3 separate regions of the Gossypium hirsutum genome follow, and regions 1 and 2 are each linked to region 3. A link is a contact called in public Hi-C data. All regions are on one chromosome and are shown on one strand. Each heading gives the region's core, a stretch centred on a gene start, on an enhancer-like site or on the middle of the called end of the contact. The rest is flanking DNA. Distances are from core to core; before and after follow the strand shown.

Region 1 (3,104 bases), core at 581-3,080, 770 kb after region 3:
TGATTTGCCACCATTAGAGTACATGAAAAGTTCCAGCACTAAGAACTGAATGTAGCTAACCAGATTAAATACCCCATCCCTCCCAGTGGAACTCCTTGAGATGCGGATGGCTTACAACTTTCTCGGGTGAAAGGGTCAATGGGTGCTTTCTGCACATAATCATGCGATAATATAAAAAAGAAAAACTCAGAAAACATCTTCATCCTGCAGTTGTGCTATCTAGGAAATAATAACCTATTTCTAGAGACTAAAAGGTGGAAAGAATATCAAATGAGTGTAAACTGAATTAAACAAGAGAATTACCCTTCCATGAGAAGCCTCTTCCCTGACATAGGACCATAGACGTATGCCTAATCGCACCTAAGATTTCAAAATTACCAGACCAAGGTAACCAGCACAGGATATCAAGCATACTTGCTATACAGAATTAGTTATCTCTTATCTGGAATCAGTCAAGCAGGGTCTTCTATCACTTACCATCTGTATTGCTTCCATAAATGTAACACTGAATTCTTTAAGAATATTAGCATGGCTGTTTAACCTTCTTCTCCAAGCTTGTTTTGGTGGGGCAGCACTATCAAAATTAAACTATAGAGAACCAAACCAAAAAATCATTAAAATCAGTACAGAAGAAAGCTTAAATTAATCTGAAAAAAAGAAACCACGATTATCATGTCAAATAGAATAGTTCTCATATAAAAGAAATGTGGCAGTGAAACCCAAAATTAAATCAAAATGTCACTTTTAGTCCTTTTATTCAGTCATATGTATGCAGACGGAATATTGTCATATTGCTGATTTAAGATTATCAGATATGAAATAATATCATGAAGACCCAACTCCATTAATTTGAGACGAATCACTATCAATCTCTTCCCTACAGTTGAAACGAATACTGAAATGATTCTAAGTGGCATCAAGTTCAAAACGTTTTTTCTTACTTCAAACAATTTACAGGTTTTTGACCAGACACCAGCCGCAAAAATCAACTAATCGTATGTATGGCATGAATCGTATCAGGCCAGCGATCCTTTTTTTTTTTCCTGAATTTTGACGAGACGCAAGCTCGCAGTCAAGCTCTCAGTAATGGTAAATACAAAGAAAAAGGATCATTTCCAAATATTTAAGTAAAAAATTAATTAAATAGTTCCTAAGGCATGCCTTATATGCTATCTACAAAATCACGCGCAATGATTGAATTAAATAAGAGGCAGAAAATATACAAAATAAATAGTTCAAATTTCCTACAAAATGAATTTGAAACCTTATTACTTTAGGATAGAACTAATTCTGTGGAAAAACAACCTTGCTCCTCTTAACTTTTAGACTAATACTATTTTTTTTCCTCCGCTTTTACACATTTTCTCAGGAACCAAACAGAACGAAATCAACTTATAAAAAAAGAACGCCATAATCAACAAAGTTATTCCCGTTAATATTAAGGAAAAAAAAAAGAGGCAAAACAAAAAACTGACCAATTGTAAAGTATTACGGCTGACATATTCTTCAGGCGGCCATGAATTCTTTTTAGAATGAAATAAGTTTCCAGTAACCATGTTGACTAATCAAAATTCAAATTTCCACTCCAATAATGTCCTTTCCCAAATTCATGCGATCAACAAAAGAGAAAGAAAAATAAATAAAAGCAAAAGAACTTGGAAGAAAAAGCCTCCTATACTCTAAAGATCTCTTATTTATATTTTAAAAAAAAAGAATAGAAAAGGAAAGGAAATGCTAAATCAGAGAATCGCGGGATCAGATATGTAGGGGTACTTTAGATTTCCGTGTAGAAAAACTGGACAAGCGTTAAGCATTCGTGGCGGCTTTTTTGGGATATAAAAATGGAAAAAGAAGAGAAATAAAAATTTAAAATAAAAGAAAGAGAGAGAATGAAGGGGGGACGGGTGGAGCCGTAGGGTTGGCGCGTGGAAGATCCCTTTGGACTTTGGAGCCTTGTCAGCTCTCATGGATCGCCAGGTGGGTGTCAATGTCACAATAAAGTCCAATTTCTTTCATTTTTTATTTATTTGTTAATATCATATTTCATCCAAGTTCAAAATACAATAATAATGTTAGGTTAAAATTTTGGTTTATTATCAACTCGTAATTAAAACATTATTAAAAATTATTACTAAAAAACATATTTTTATAATAATATAATTTATTTTTAAATAGAAATATTTTAATAATTTTTCAATTTAGTTATATACATTAGTATTTTTTTTATCGGAGTATGTACATACACCAATTGGATTAAAAGCTTAAGATAAGTATAGATGTTGATAACTTGATTCTTAGCCAAGTGTTGTATTTTCAAAACATATAAATTAAAAACAACAAATATTTTTAAAATTTTATTAATTATATTTTTTTGAAAATGTGAAAAATTTTGAAATTTTAATTTTTCCTAAAAGGAAAAAAGAACAGGTAAAAGGTCGATGCGTGATAGCTGCCTCCAATGGGTGAGGATGTGGGGTCATCTTTCTTTTTGGTCTTAAAAAGAATATGGTGGAGTATTTTTCTAATTAAAATTAAAAATGAAAACAAAAGTAAAAATAAGAAAATTTTTATTTGATTATTTGCTAATTTAGTGGGCGGTGCGAACTTGAGATAATATGCGGTTGTGTCGTGTGGTGTTTGTCTGGACCGCATCGCATAGCGTCCCACGCAGTGAGCAACTAACTAATTTTACTGTTTTTCCATTTTCCATACCACCTGCTCACGGGACAAATAACAAGATCCACTTGCTTGTTCATATGTTACTAAAACTTGAAAAGAATAAACTATGCTATTAATCATTAAATTATAGGTAAGTTTTTATTTTGGTCACTTAATAAAAAAGGTTATAATTTGATCACTGGACTATTTAATAGTTTTCATTTAAATCACTATACTATTAAAATCAATGTTATATGATTTTTTTTTGTTCATACTATCTGCACCAATAGAAAGCGCTTTTTCCTCTTCTCTTTTATAGTTCAGTTTGTTTTTTTTTATGAAACAATTTTGGAAGCCACAATTTGCGAACTAAAATTCAAATAACTTTTTTTCTTTAATCTTTGACATTGACCATCAAATCAACTTGGATCTAAGGTATGTGCTAC
Region 2 (3,495 bases), core at 869-3,368, 920 kb after region 3:
GAGCTTTATAGCTCACTCCTCTATTTTATTTCCATCTTTATAGATAACCCACTTGGTTAAGACGCAAATTCAGCTTGAATTGATCTTTTTACTATAAAAGTAGTTTTTATTTATTATTTGCAATTTATGTTAATTTGGGAACTATATTGCTTTATTTAAATTGTGGCATGAGACTTCTATTTTGGGTTTATTTAGCATTCATGGTATTTAATATGAATTTAGGATAATGAAACGTGGACTTAGAATTAATTTAGCTTAAAACCATTTTGATTTTACTTATTTGAGACTCGGTCGAATATCACTTTTCCACTGCTAGATTATGAATAAATTTTGATTAATAAATAAATTGGAGATTAACTAAGTTTTCAAAAGTGATCATCATTACTAAGGAAAAAAAATGTTTTACTTAATCGGGTTTTATTAACTCATGAAATTTCTAAAAATAAGCTCAGTTTTCTTCTAAGAAAAAATAAACAAATATTTTAAAATGACTATATTATAAACTTCGATGACATATTGGGCCATTCTGGTGGCCGATGTAATCTCCCGAATTTTGGCCTAACGTCTAGGCCGGATTGAAGAGGTTACAAATCTTACTCTACAGAGTCTTCTTCAGTTAATGATTTGATTCAAATCACTCATCCCAAAAATCTCACTTACAATCAAAGTTTACTCTTTAATAGAATGCTTATAAGAGTGTTGAAGAAAACAACAAGAAAACTCAACACAATAATCAAAAGAGACACTCCAAAATCACATCACAATGTGTAGCAATCTGCATCCTTTTTATAGGTTGATACTGGAGCTCTTCTATAGCTTTTTAATAACCTTAAAACTCTTAATTTAAAGTTGAATTTATCTTTTGAATTATCTCCAATAATTATTCCCCCATAAATTTTTTCATATCCAAACAAATTCAAATAAGCTTAGCCTTCAAGTAAGATAAAGACAAGGATAAAGATGATGTTTGCATTCAATAACCACTCCTATCCAAAATACAACCTACCGGCCAAGTAAAAATAATTTAGTGATTTAATCCAAAAATCATTTGCAAATAGAAAACTAACCAAGATTAACCAAGTCAATAATGCAAACAAACATACCGCACTTATGCTATCCTAAATAGATGTCCAACTATTGTCCAAAAAGTCTATCCAAACAGATATTTTTGAACATAGTATTCTAACAGGTGGTCCAAAAAATTGTCCTAACAAAGAATGTAACTTCAATATTTCCAACAACTTATCTAAACATGATTTGATTTGATAAAAAAATGAAAATCTAAAATTGAAAAGAAAAATTAACAAAACATTTTTATAAAAAGAAGCTCGTAGTATAAAAAAAATAATTTGTATTATTATAAAAATGAAAATAAAATTAGAAACTTTACCGTTTTTATTCGCAAAAGAAAGAAAAAAGAATTATCTAATTCTTCTTCTGACAACCAAATGTTCTGTTGTTCCAATTTATTTATTTTAAAGTTTCATTAGTACAAATAGAATGCAATTAGAAATTCATGATATATATAAATTAAAAAATATAAAATAAATAAAAATATATGTACTACTAGTTACAATATAAAATTTAATCAAAATAATGCAAAACAAACTATGAACATGACAAAAACTGGATTTATTTGAAAATAATTAGAAAAAACTTGCATAAAACGTATACATCATGTTTGTGGATAGATGAGTGAGAACTCAGATGAGCTAGCAGCAACAATTATGGATGAGTGAGAGGACAGCGAAAATTGGTTTGAATTTTAGTATTTGGCTGTTGTTTCAGTTTAGTTCTTACTATTTTTAAAATTTTTGATTCATGTAATAATCAATTTATTCATTTAAGTTGATAAATTAAAAACTATAATTATCTGAGCTGAACTAAATTTAATTAATATTTTATTTTATGATAAAAATAAAGATTTTATTTTAAAATTTATGAAAAAAAGGCTTAACAAGATTTTTTAAAATAATAATATTCTTAATATAGAAATTCCAAAATGGTGGGCAGTTTAAATGCAGAGTGTTTATGCTGGATCAGTGCATGAAAAGAAAGAAATGGAATACAGCATTAAGGAAATCCAGAAATGGAGTCCAGTGATGATTGGAGGCCTTTTTGTTGCTCGGCTAGTCATCATCATCAAAGTAAAGTGAGAAAGGTACGGCCCATAGCCCACTACCATATACAAATCAAGCATGTGGCACAGAATCCTATGAAAAACAATGCATTCAACTGAGCTTTTGATGCAAAGGCTACAAAATAATAAAATCATAATATGATGAAGATACGGTCTCTTAAAATCACTAGCACAACCTCGAACAAATCTCCACATAACATGGGTTGAATTGATTCACTCAAATCCGATCCAATCTTCAATAGCCACATATTGTTTTTCATAGATGTACCATAGTATCTTCAAGATACCAGTATATTCACTAGTCCAAAGATTTTGCTTCATTAAATTGCCAAGTCAATTATGACAAGTAACTTCATTGCTTTAGTGGCAGTTTGCAGTGGGCACTACTGAGTGCCACTCAACTCATTCAACATAACTTGCTTCAACAGTCAAACCTCTATCATTGTTGATCAAGCCATCCATATTTAAAGCACACATCCATCTTCACAAGGCAAACTTCAATCCATCTTGATATGCCAAAATCACATCAAATAAATTATCCTTAATATAAGGCTACAAAAGATTATAAAGTTAGTCCATATCTTCTTGGATAACATGTCTCAACATACAAGATAAGTAGATCACATTGTTGGAAAATATGGACAGCACATATATAATAAGAGTAATTACATATTATTTACTATCATAATAGGCTCAAATTAAAAGTGATCTAATTTGGTTATGGTTTATTGGGCTTTAATTATTAAATAAAATATGGGTAAAATATGTGTAGATACTTTAGTAATTAAGTTCTAATCAATTTCTAAATAATGATGGGCTAATTAGGAATTAGAGCTAACGTGCCAAAGTTATATATATTAGGGTTATGGTCTCCGAATTACACAACAAGGTAACTTTTTTAGTATCTCATCTTTAGAAAAGAGTGAGCCAACTACTCTAGATTACTTGTGTGCTAATTTGGAAGATCAATATCCCAAGATCCGTAGATTTCAAGAAATCGATGAATTAAGGTAAGCTTTCGCATCTAGTTTTGTTCTTGATTTATTCTTGATGATTTGACATGATAGATCTTGGCTTACAGTTTTAAGTTTATATCAGATTTTGTTTTACGGTTTCAACAAGTGGCATTTGAGCCTCATCATGGAATTGATTAAATTTTTATTTTTGAAATGAATTGATTCTATTATTTTTTGAATTAATTTGTTGTTCAGATTTTAGAGATTTAATTTTTAGGGTTTTAATTTTTTATTTTTTAATTAATTGATTTAGTGTTAATAGTTAATGTATATATAAGATGGTTATAATTCATAATTGAAAAATATGGATTATTAGTTAGGGATTTTTAAGACTTTAAA
Region 3 (3,217 bases), core at 349-2,848:
TATCTATAAGTATGATAAAATTTTTTTATTCAAATAAATTTATTTAACTAAATATTTTACTAACATTAAAATTATCATTTATAAATGTTATAAATAACAAAAAAATTAAAATGATAAATTCAGGAATATAATGAACCACCAAAAGCCAAGGCTATATTGGAAATAGAGGTGTGCATGGGCCGGGCTATTCGGCCAGGGCCGAAGGCCCGCCCGAAATGTGAGAGGGTTTAGACAAAAATATAGGCCCGAAAAATGGATTTGGACAAAAAAAAGGCCCGTTTAAAAAATAGGCCGGGCCTCGGGTAAGATATTTTTAGCCCGGGCCCGGCCCGAATTCACTAAAGGACAAAAAAATCTAAATATTTTTATTTTTTATTTTTGAGTGTTATTTTCTTGTTGTTTTCTCCATATTTTGCTACCATTTTACTATTATGTTGCTATTATTTTGTTGTTATTGTTTGGATATTGTATAAAATTTAATTTATTGTTAATTTTCTTATTATTTTAAAGGCATTTGTTAATTTTTTTATTATTTTAGAAGCAATTGCTTGTTAAGTTGCATTTATCTTAGTGTTATTTAAGTTTACATATTTTTCAAAATTTATTTTCAATTTGTTGGGAAATATTTATTTTGATATTTTTAGTATTTTTGATGTACTATATATATTTAAAAATAATAATATAATATAAAAAATTAATAAGGGCGAGCCGGGCCGGGCTCGGGTTTTAGTATTTTTATCCGGGTTGAGCTTGGGTAAAATTTTAGGCCCATTTTTTGGGCCCAGCCCGGCCCGAGCCCAATAAATTGGCATGATTTTTTAGTTGAGCCTGACCCGAACCCGGCCCGACCCGGCCCATGAACACCTCTAATTGAAAATATGTTTCACTAAACTGTGCTTTTATATATTATATATGGGGAATTCATTTACACCGATATAAAATTATACTTTCGTATCTCTTTGTATTATTAAATTTTAATAATCAAACCATCATATTTTATATTCATTCATATAGATAATGCATGTCAAATTTGATGTAAATTAAAAAATTTTAACTACTTTTTATGTAAATAAATTTTAATAGTTCAATAAATATTAATATATATATTATTTTATACTTTTATAATAGAAGATATCAGATTGATTTGAAAATTTACTTGCATGGCAAATATAATTAGGGAAATTATTTGGTGCACTGTTAGTGGGGGTTTTAGAATCCACAAGTAGGGTCAGGAGATTGACAAGTGTCATATAAGAGTATAGTAAATTATTTTAATTTTTTAAAGTTACTTATAGAATAAAAAAGTACATTGCTAGTGTACCAAATATTCACTTATATAATTATATCGATAAATTTAAAATTTTAGATTATTAAAATATATTAATTGTATAAAAAGATAAGCAACAGTATAATCCCTCCGTATTATATATTGATTTTTCAGTATAGATTATAAATTATAGATGAAGCATGTAACATGTTTTTGGACTTTTAATATCATCACAAACTTTATTTTCCAATACTGGCCCAAGAACTCAACCCAATCAGTACCTCAACAAACGACGTCGGTTTGAATATGAAGCACCACGACGTCGGTTTTGTAGATAAAAACTAAAGCTCGTCCTCTTCCTTGGTTCTTTCGTCCTCTTCCATCTCCAGTCCCGTGATCGCGAAACCACCACACACATCGTACTCTTCTCTTTTCTCACAATTATCCCTTCTCTTGCAATGAAGATTTTCTCCGTTTTCTTAATTTCCTTTCTCTTCTTCGCATTTCCTAGGGTTTGCTCTCTTTCTTCTTCTCCTCTCTCAATCTGTTTTAATATAATTGGATCTGTTTGTAATTAATTTAATTTAATTTAATTTAATTGATTCGATTTTATTTTTTTATTTTTCTGATTTCATCACAGGCTGAATCTACTGGATCCGTTTTCTTCATTGATAGTACAAATAATCAATTTCTTCGCTCTCAGTCCTCCAACGATGTTGCTCAGGTTTAACTATTCATTTCCTTAATTTGAAATTAATTTCTTTTAATTTATATTTTATGATGGATTTTAAGCATCAAGAGATTGTGGATGGTTTTCTATTTGGCCAGAATATGTAAATTTGGAAACTAATATCTTGAATCTTATTAGGATTTAAATTCAGTAATTTAGCTTATGCATATGCTTTACTTTGTATATCACCCTTTTTATTTTTCTTCTTCATATTAATTTTGAAGATTGTACTGATAACTTCTTGTCACTATCTTTTTACTGTAAGTTATATATGATAAAAAGTGTATATATTGTCTTCTTAGATGGATCTTGGAAATAGTGGGGGTAGTATTTTCTTCTAAACCCTTTTATTTTTCTTTTTGTCACGCGTATTTGATTATCCTTTGTTCGTCATGTCTCTAATTTTTAACCTAATTCTGATCTTGCTTCTCACTTCCATTCTTTTTCCACTTAAATAGTCAGAGTCGATGCTGTTAACTGAAGTTGGTGCTACTGTATCAGTCTTGCTTGGTTTTGCACCACCCACTACCCTTTCAGCTGCTGGTTCATCTAAGGTCGTTCTTTAGTTATTAATCCTGAGTAATTAGCTTTTTTAATTCTTTGTTTTTTCAAAAGCTTGAAAGACATACTTTTTTTGCAGCTAAATGAGGTTCTCATTCCTAATCCATTTAATAGACCTCGAGCTGTTTTTATGCTTGAAGTCAGTGGAATCGATGGTATCTTCACTTTAACTTGAAGTGCATTTTCTGTGTTTTCTTTTTCTCCTACTCTCTCCTCTGCATTTTATTTAAATAAATGTTCTTCTGTCTTCAGATCCTCTTGTTGTTGACCCCAAGAATGCTATCTTCGGAAGAGCCTTGAAGAGTAGTGTAGATCTTGGCTCAAGTAAAGCAGACATTCAGCTTCTAGGTATCTGATCATTTGTCACAATGTAAAACTAGCACACTTTAGTCATAACTTTTCATGTTTTTTTGAATATATTTCCTAAATGCTTCTATTCATTAATTCATTGGGATCTGTTCATTATATTAATTTTCTTGCAGATGAAGAGGAAGTGTCTGTGGTTTCTTTGGATGAGCCTCTTGGAGATTACACTGAAGAAGATATTATTGACTTTGTTAGTTTACTATTTGATACCCTATTTGTTTCTCTTCTCGGGTTTTTATTTTGGTCACACATGTCATAGTGGTTTATATATATATGTTTAGGCATCCTGGTTG

What was found. A called contact is a pair of places that touch in the nucleus more often than the background predicts.
Region 1: a Hi-C map of leaf shows a contact between it and region 3, with 2.2 times the contacts expected there. The contact joins the promoter of LOC107897751 here to the promoter of LOC107897032 in region 3. A contact is called at or near these places in 4 of 34 Hi-C or Micro-C datasets (leaf and petal).
Region 2: a Hi-C map of leaf shows a contact between it and region 3, with 4 times the contacts expected there. The contact joins the enhancer-like site here to the promoter of LOC107897032 in region 3. A contact is called at or near these places in 7 of 34 Hi-C or Micro-C datasets (callus and leaf).

Annotation. Positions count from the first base shown.
Region 1 is chrA10:65,576,298-65,579,401 of Gossypium_hirsutum_v2.1, reverse strand. It overlaps LOC107897751 (non-lysosomal glucosylceramidase), which reads right to left and starts at 1,830. Exons shown (of 18, transcript XM_016823320.2): 1 at 1,476-1,830; 2 at 478-588; 3 at 304-360; 4 at 73-149. The coding sequence starts at 1,556.
Region 2 is chrA10:65,425,049-65,428,543 of Gossypium_hirsutum_v2.1, reverse strand. No RefSeq gene overlaps it. Among protein-coding and RNA genes, the nearest start is that of LOC107897750, 3.1 kb to the left of the region's middle. Within about 2 kb of position 2,118, at least 1 of the 9 cell types and tissues checked has an H3K27ac peak or open chromatin away from gene starts, as enhancers often do. A contact at or near this core is called in leaf, where this site is marked.
Region 3 is chrA10:66,347,363-66,350,579 of Gossypium_hirsutum_v2.1, reverse strand. It overlaps LOC107897032, which reads left to right and starts at 1,598. Exons shown (of 11, transcript XM_016822363.2): 1 at 1,598-1,779; 2 at 1,908-1,991; 3 at 2,456-2,551; 4 at 2,638-2,713; 5 at 2,811-2,906; 6 at 3,041-3,114; 7 at 3,206-3,217. The coding sequence starts at 1,726.